Regions from separate parts of the Sus scrofa genome. Here region 2 is linked to region 1. A link is a contact called in public Hi-C data. All regions are on one chromosome and are shown on one strand. Each heading gives the region's core, a stretch centred on a gene start, on an enhancer-like site or on the middle of the called end of the contact. The rest is flanking DNA. Distances are from core to core; before and after follow the strand shown.

The links. A called contact is a pair of places that touch in the nucleus more often than the background predicts.
Region 2: a contact with region 1 is called in a Hi-C map of skeletal muscle, with 3 times the contacts expected there. The contact joins the enhancer-like site here to the promoter of ZMAT2 in region 1. A contact is called at or near these places in 1 of 5 promoter capture datasets (fetal liver), 7 of 47 Hi-C or Micro-C datasets (alveolar macrophages, embryonic fibroblasts, liver and 4 more) and 2 of 2 datasets of contacts at active chromatin or transcription factors (alveolar macrophages and skeletal muscle).

What each region holds. Positions count from the first base shown.
Region 1 is chr2:142,408,456-142,412,320 of Sscrofa11.1, reverse strand. It overlaps ZMAT2 (zinc finger matrin-type protein 2), which reads right to left and starts at 1,351. Exons shown (of 6, transcript XM_003354316.4): 1 at 1,200-1,351; 2 at 774-867. The coding sequence starts at 1,217. LOC100521256 (probable histidine--tRNA ligase, mitochondrial) reads right to left here. Exons shown (of 12, transcript XM_013995242.2): 12 at 2,068-2,891. The coding sequence ends at 2,832.
Region 2 is chr2:142,016,375-142,020,442 of Sscrofa11.1, reverse strand. All of the region lies in intron 3 of PFDN1 (prefoldin subunit 1), which reads left to right. Among named protein-coding and RNA genes, the nearest start is that of PFDN1, 60 kb to the left of the region's middle. Within about 2 kb of position 2,627, at least 12 of the 83 cell types and tissues checked have an H3K27ac peak or open chromatin away from gene starts, as enhancers often do. A contact at or near this core is called in alveolar macrophages, omental adipose tissue, retroperitoneal adipose tissue and 1 more, where this site is marked.

The DNA of each region.
Region 1 (3,865 bases), core at 102-2,601:
TTGCTGTGAGCTGTGGTGTAGGCCAGCAGCTATGGCTCGGACTCGACCCCTAGACTGGGAACCTTCATATGCTGCGAATGCTGCTAAAAAGACAAAAAAGAAAAGAAAAGCAAGACCACTCATTTAGTGTTTTCAGACAGATACCCCATGTGTAACACGGCAATCTTCTGAGAGCTGGGGAAGTTTTTTAAAGAAGAACTATTATCTAGGAAATATCTGCTATATGCCAAGTACTATTGCATGAGTTACATAAAAACCAAAAGTGCTGGAGTATGCAAGTAAAGCAAAAGAAAGTACAAGTCTGAAAACAGAAAAGAAAATAAGACCAACTCCCTGACAAAATGTAAGGCACAGAGAACAGCCGTAAGCACTAGATGAAACAATCAATCCCACGTTCCCCAGGTTAAGAATCCGGTGTTAAGAATCCCACGTTCAATAGCAGCAATACACAGCAGCAAAAACACTCCACTTAACTTCTTCTGAGGATCACTACTGAGGATTCCACTGTCTTCCCTGTACTTGAGGAAAGCACTAAATGAGCCAAGCAAAGGAAGGGCAAGGAAGCAGGGAACCGCAGAGCCGGAAAGCACCTCCAAACCATTTCAGTTCATCTCCTCACGCCTATCTTACTTTTCTACCTGAGGAGCCAGGGAGGCACTATTCTGCCGGAGGTTACACAGGAAAGGGGGCAGCGCGTTTCAACCCCCCACCGACTCGCTAACCATTGCTTCGCATCTGCAGTACACTTAGCACTTGATGGAACAGGCACCCACCATCCTTCTTTTCTCTCTCTTCTGTGAGCCTCTTCTCCGCAAGCTTCTCATATTCATCTTTGTCCCACTTTCGGCGAAAGTCCAAGTTTTTTGCCTGTGGGGGAAAAGGGGCTGAAGATTCGTCGCTAATCGTGTCCGACCCCTGGACAAACAGAAGAAACCGCTCCCCAGCCGCTAAGGCGGCCCCGGGACCTGGGAAGAGCGAAGCCTCTCCGGACAGCACCGGGAGGCTGAGGTTGCCTCAGGACCCCAACCCGAGACCTTCCCGCTTCCGATGACCCTGCGCCAGGGCCTTACGGGGGAGCTCTCAAACCAAGGCGGTTAGATCGCCAGGAGGTGTCGGGAAGCCAGGCGGGTGCGGGGTATTCAGCGCCGAAAAGCCGCCCCGCACCCCCCATCCCAAGCCTCCTCACACACAACACCTACCCCGCTACCCGACGCCATCTTCACAGCGAAGTGAATGGAAAGCCGGAAAATGCCGTAAAAAGCGGCCTTGCGCCGTAAGGCAAGCCCGCCCTCCAATAAGCTTAGAGTCTCGTGTTCTAAACGAGCTAAGGACTGGAGGATTTCTAAAACAAGATCGTCGGCCCCGCCCCTGCTCCAAGGAAATGGCGCATGCGCAAGGGGAGTATGAAGCAACGCGGAAGTAAGGGCGCCTGCGAGGGTTTTTCACCCTGGCTTTAAAAACAAGCACAGATTCAACCCTTCCATTTTACGTAAGAGGAAAATGAAGTTCAGATCAGCGCCCTCCGGTCTAGTCTAACCAACCTGCGTGCACTGCCAAGAGTTTCCAAACCTTCTTAAGGCTGAAGTTCTGTTATCAGGGGCTCTAGATGCCTCTTTACCTGTGTGCACTGAAGATAGGGCCCCAGAGCTCCTAAGAGTTTGCACAGGCTGTAGTCTTCCTAATGCACAAACTGAAAGCGCTGTTTGCATTTTGTCTCTTTATCTTGAAGCAATGCTATCACCCCTTGGTTAACTCATTTTTCCTTCAACTGAGAAACATCACAATTATTCAATCTACAGGGCACAATTTAATCAACACGATCGGACCTGGGAAGGCCAGTCATCAGCAACACTCTAGGGTGAAGAACTCTAGCAAATGTCACACTACACACTGACTTAGTGAGGTGACTGTATCTCACAGCTGCGGGGAGGAGGAAGCATGGCTGTTCCCTTCACCAAAAATAAAACATCACCCCAGGGACGTTCCTCTTAGCTCACTGCATCCTCCAGTGTGCACTCAAGCGTTTTCTATGGCCTATGCAAACAAATCCCTCGATAACAAATTACCCAAGCTTCTAGATTTAATATTTTATTTAATATATTATACAACCACTTCTAGAACAGCCACCTCCACGGCAGGACATGGACTAGTTAGAGCAGGCATAGGTAATGGTCTCCAAAGTCTCAAAAGATCAGATCTCCATCTTGTCAGGTCGCCTATTAAATTCAACATTCAAGATTATTAAACAGACGGCCTCACCCTGATTAACACTGGGTAGGCTAGAGAGACGTCATATTAATATGGGCACTGCTGGGCCCTTGGGCTAGCATCTCTGTCCTCAAACAAAACAGAGAGCAGTCATTGCCCCTTCTTGCTGTTTACCAAAAACTCCCTGGACAGGCCAAGACCACACAGTGGTCAAACTGCCCAGAATTTGGTTCAGAAGCGAAGAGTGGAAGGCTAAGACATGACTTCTGATCTCAGTGGTTCAGAATCGTCTCAACCTGAGGTGACTTTCCCAGAGACTTGTTCACAGCAACCATCTTATTAGCACATGTTGGCAGCGTTCAACGGCACTGCAAGTCTGCCATCTGCCTCTGCAGTTAGAGCATGTCTCTGTCACATACCAGCCATCTGCGCCCATGCAGTATAGCTGCTCTCACTAGCCCCAGAGTCCTCAGGACCTCCTACAATTCTGTACCCAGAAAAGATGGAGGATGCGTAGGCACGAGTCAGCCATCCTGGCCAGCAGTTGTAAAGTTGTGGAACAGGAACTCAGTCCTAGATGAAACCTTTTCTACAAAGAGCAGCAGGTGGCATTCAGGCAAGGATCAAGACTCAGATAGTCGCTTCTGAATTTCAGCCACAAGATTTTCTCGCTTAATGGCCACCTGAAACATAAGAGAATCTTCATGTGACAAACTAGAGAGTGATACTAGCACCTCAGACACTGCTTTTCCAGATTCATTTAATTTGGCAACTATTCCCATGACCTATGCAACCGGTAGGGAGTCTGGGCTTCAAGCTGACCTGAAGAAGGTAGGAGCTCAAGACTAAAGGGATTCAAACACCGGATCTATGTTTATTTTATCTCCAGATACCCAAAGAGATTTCATTTGTCTTCTTGCCTGCCCAGCCATCATTGGCTACAATGGCTGCCTGGAGGGGGTACTCATTCATCTCTATCACTATAAACCCTGGAGATATTTCCTTAGCCAGAAGATACGTATTTCTTTTCTTTTCTTTTTTTTTTTTTTTTTTTTTTGTCTTTTTGCTATTTCTTTGGGCCGCTCCTGCGGCATATGGAGGTTCCCAGGCTAGGGGTCGAATAGGAGCTGTAGCCACCGGCCTACGCCAGAGCCACAGCAACGCGGGATCCGAGCCGCGTCTGCGACCTACACCACAGCTCACGGCAATGCCGGATCCCTAACCCACTGAGCAAGGGCAGGGATCCAACCCGCAACCTCATGGTTCCTAGTCGGATTCGTTAACCACTGCGCCATGACGGGAACTCCACATATTTCTTAAAGAATCTAAGAAAGGGAGAAACATTTGGTCCCTTCTATTTCTGACTGCCGCACTCACCTCCTCCCTGCTGGCCACTGAACGCAGCTTGATGAACCCTTCCTTCAGTTCTTGCTCACCAATAATGACCACCAGTGGAATACCCATGTCCTCAGAGTAGTGCAGTTGGGTTAGTAGTTTTGGGTTGTTCTTATACATCAGCTCTGCCTAAAAACAGTGAACAAAGAATAGGGACCATACAGAATTCCAGTGTGATTCAGAAGAAATGAATCCGACTAGTATCTACGAGGATGTGGGTTCAATCCCTGGCCCCGCTCAGTGGGTAAAGGATCCGGCATTG
Region 2 (4,068 bases), core at 1,378-3,877, 390 kb after region 1:
AGTCATGCAGTCAGTTCAGGGGATTAGACGGGAAGCGTGATGGGAGAGGTTTGAGGAAGTGGAAGCAGCTACCCAACAATTGGTCCAAGAGATTTTTCAAGAAGGGGAGGAGAGAACGGGGGCAGTGACTATGGGGAATGTGGGGATGAGAAAGGGGTCAGGTTTTGGGTTTGTTTTCTGTGTTTTTTTAAAGTGACTCACCTTGCCAAGAAGGATTTTGCGGAGAAAGCAAAATTGAAGATTAAGAAGAAAGAAAACAAAATTTTGTGGGAACAAAATTTTTGAGGAGATGGAATCAATACCCAAATGGAGGGATTGTGTTTTGATAGGAGCTGACCCTCTATTTTAACAATAGGGAAAGAAACCTGTGTATGTACAGGTGTCAGTCAGGTAGCAGGTTTGATCATAGAAAGATGGAGCTCTCATCAGATTGCTTCTCGCTTCTCTGTGAGCTGGGAATGAGAGGGGAGGAGAGAGGGTAGGAGAGTTGAAGAGACAAGATAAAGCTTGAAAGAGTTATTTGGAGAGCAGACAAGTTACTATATTAAGGAAGTTTTAATAGAATTTCTGGATAGTGGTGAGTGCCTATTTGAGATTCATGGTCCCGCATGTAAAGTGAAACCATGCAGCGCAGTTAAGTGTTTTTCTCCAGCAGCATTCAGCTGTTTGGGTACTAACATATTTGGGAACAGTCATGGTCGATGGTTGGTTTAGCTTGGGTTGGCATTTTGCCAGGTAAGTCCCGCAGAGGGAGAGAGGAGCAAAGGGGGTTCACAAGCAGAATAAATACAAGTAGTGGACTGTGTGTGGGAGGGAGAAGCATGGAAGCAGAATGGATCATGAAAAACTTGAGTGACAAAGTTGAAGAAGTGCTGGAGGGAGAGTTACTAGATAGAAGTAAGCTAAAAAAGTAGGAAGTAGTGGTAGTGGAGCTGAAATCCTGGGGGAGCTGCTGTTACTGGTGGTGTCAGGATGTCTTGGTACGGCCGTGGTCTGGGTGGCTCAGGTGAAAATTGTGAGGGGAGAGGCGGTCACGGTATTGGATGGATCATCTTCAGTCTTGTTGAAGTCCCCTTGAGTGGGGCAGCAGTCGTGGAGAGAAAGACAGTGAGCCATCTGAATGAGGGTACTGATGGGTCGAGGCAGCAAGGAGGGGGGAAGAGGGTGGCACCCCATGATGCTACTGATTTCAAGAACCAGGGGTTTGGGAGGGAAAAAAGAGGAACCATCATTTGGCAGTAGGCTTGGATGAATGAATGGAAATTTATCCTTTGATGAGGCAGTTTTCATTGGAAGAGAAAACCTCTGCCGGTTAGATTCAGTGCTCCTTTTGAAGGCTCGCTCTTTTTTAAGAACAGAGGTTCGAAAACCATACCCTGCCGGCCAGGTCTGGCTCATTTGTTTTTGCGTTTTTACAACACAGTTATGCCCATTTGTTGACGTATTTTCTTTGTTGCTTCTGCACTGCAGTGGCAGAGTTGAATAGTTGTGATAGAAGCAACCCCACAAAACCTCGACTATTTACTGTCTGGCCCTGCATAGAAAAAGTTTGGTGACTTCCACTTCTGAACGAGGTTCTCAAAATTCACTGGACGTCAGCAGACTTGCCTGGAGGGCTTGTGAAAACACATTGCCAGGTGTCATCCCTAGAGTTTCTGATTTAGTGGGTCTGGCTTGGGGCCCAAGAATGTGCATTTCTAACAAGTTCCCCAGTGTTGCCGATGCTGCTGGTCTGGGGGCCACACTTTAAGAGAGCCATCGCTTTGGATATGGAAGGTCATAGTTGGGTTCCTTCTCCCTTGAATCTTCTCTGAGCCAAATGTCCCTACCTACGTCATGTGTTTATCACTTGACATGATTTATTGGCTTGCCTTATGCCTTTTAAGCTTGGTGCCCACAAATGTAATACCTCTTTGGAGGAGGCCTGATCTCCGTCTGCCATTTACATGGGAACATTGCCCCTTCTTGCTCTGAACTTAGGAACTTTCTTCCTCAGGTTGTCTGAGGACGGGCCTTTTTCTGGGACTTAAGGGAAACTGATGTGTTAGGGAGGCGATAGTAGGTAGAGATCGCATGAACTCTAGGGGCCTAAAAGGCTAAACATTGTCATTGGGAGGAAATGCTCGCGTAGCATAGAGGTTTGTCTTGGGTAGATTGAGCAGGGGATCAAAAGTGGGATTCGGGAGTCTGACCCCTACAGTGGCAGCGGCAGAGTCTCTTTAGCACATGAAAGAGCATCTGGGAGGAGCAACAAGGTCAGTGCTCAGGTGATCCAAGTCTTGTGTGCCTGTCTCTCGGGAGAGGGACCGCTGGAAGATGTCTCGAAAGCATTTGTTAAAAGACAGTAACCCCTGTTGAGATTTCTTTTTATTCTCCTGCTCCACGCGTAAAATTGCTTTCCCATTCTTTGAGTTTGTCTCCCAGCCACGTGCAGCTTAGCAGTTCCGTTGCAGCCCAGTTGTGTCCTTGACGGTGAAGTGGATGTGCCCAGATGAGTTCAACAGTGGACGAGCATCCTCCGCTCCCTTGTTTCTTTTGTACCAGTTCCGGTCCGGTTCGGCCTGTCTTTCCTGCCTGTGGTGAGCACTCCACACCCACTCAGGCCGTCACAGCACTTGCACTTTCGGGGCTCTGCCCAGCTGTCTCATTTCCCTTTCTAACTTCTCTCATTGGGCCCCCGCCTTGCCTTTGTTTTTCTCTTCCTCCTGCCGCCTTCGCATTTCACCCCACCTGCCAAGACGTGCCTGCTCAGCCTTCAGCGCCTTTGGCCACTAGCTGAGCTTGCTCCGTGTGGCCCGCTGGCCCCTCTGGCCGTCGTAGGGCTCTGCAGAACTGAGCGAGCAGGAGACCCAGGGAGGCCCTTGGGTTTGTAATTTGGGGTTGTCTAAATCCTCATTTTACAAGTGGGGGAATAAAAAGTGAGGGGGGAAACTTTTCTACACCCTAAGAAATGACAGACAAACCAAAACTACTTTAGAGAAAGAGAGAGAGGCAAAGTTCCTAAGAAAAGAAAAAAGTCTCTAGAGATGGTGTCACGAGATGAATTACCTCGGGAGTCTGTCTGATTGTGTCATGTCAGCAAAGTTCTGGACTTGGCCTCTTTCCTCTGTGAGAGGATGGGAATGAAACACCAGCTCCTCAGTCCGATGCCCGGAAAGAAGAACCTCAGGCTGATGCGCAGTAGCTCCAACCATGTCACCTCCCTGGTCGTGCCGAGCCCTACAGGAAACCTCAGAATTGGACGTCAGGACCAGGCCACACCAGAGAGTGGCTGCACCCAGAGCTCTGTGGTTGGAAGGCACTAGAGAACTTCCTAGGAACGGGATTGGAGGGAGGTCCCTTGGCGAGGCGGAAGGGCGCCTAGGCCTTCCTGGGGCTCCTGGTGGTGGTGGTGGGGGGGGGCGGTTAAGCGCCTCCCGGAGTTTCCTAGCAAACATCGCCCCCTTGTCGTGGCAGCAGCTCCGACGTGATGGCACCTGGAGCGGGACTTCCAACCCCAGGACACAGGAACTTGGGACGGTTTGTTCTATAGTGTCATGGGTTGACCGGGGACATCGTGAGGGCTTGACTCTTAGGGCCTGTTTGTGGGAGCAAGATTCGGATGCCCGTCGGGATCCGTGAGGGCCGAGCTTGAGTCTAGGGGCAGAGGTCAGAGGGCAGGGCCAGACCCCGAAAAGCACCCCGCGGGAGGAGCGTGGTCGGCCTCTGCCGTCGCGCCCTCTGGCGGGCGGTCCTCGTTCCGCAAGCGGAGAGGACGCGAGAAGGCGCGCGTGCGGGGCCATCAGGCAGGCGTCCTTTCCCCGCGGCGGGCACGTGTGGGCAGCACGTCCTGAGCTCCTGTCGTGAACCAGCCGTGCCTCCAGACACCGGGCCCGCGTCGAGGAGGAGAACACAGTCTTGCCCTCGGGGACCCTTTCTTCTCGCGAGGGCAGGCAGGCAGGCGACAGATGCGGCTTCAGGGGGCCTCGGGCGCTCTGGAGGAAAATCAGGGTGAGGAGGATAGAGCGTGGGCTGCCTGTGATCTAGAAGGCCTTTCCCACAAGGTGACCTTTGAGAAGGATCTGAAGG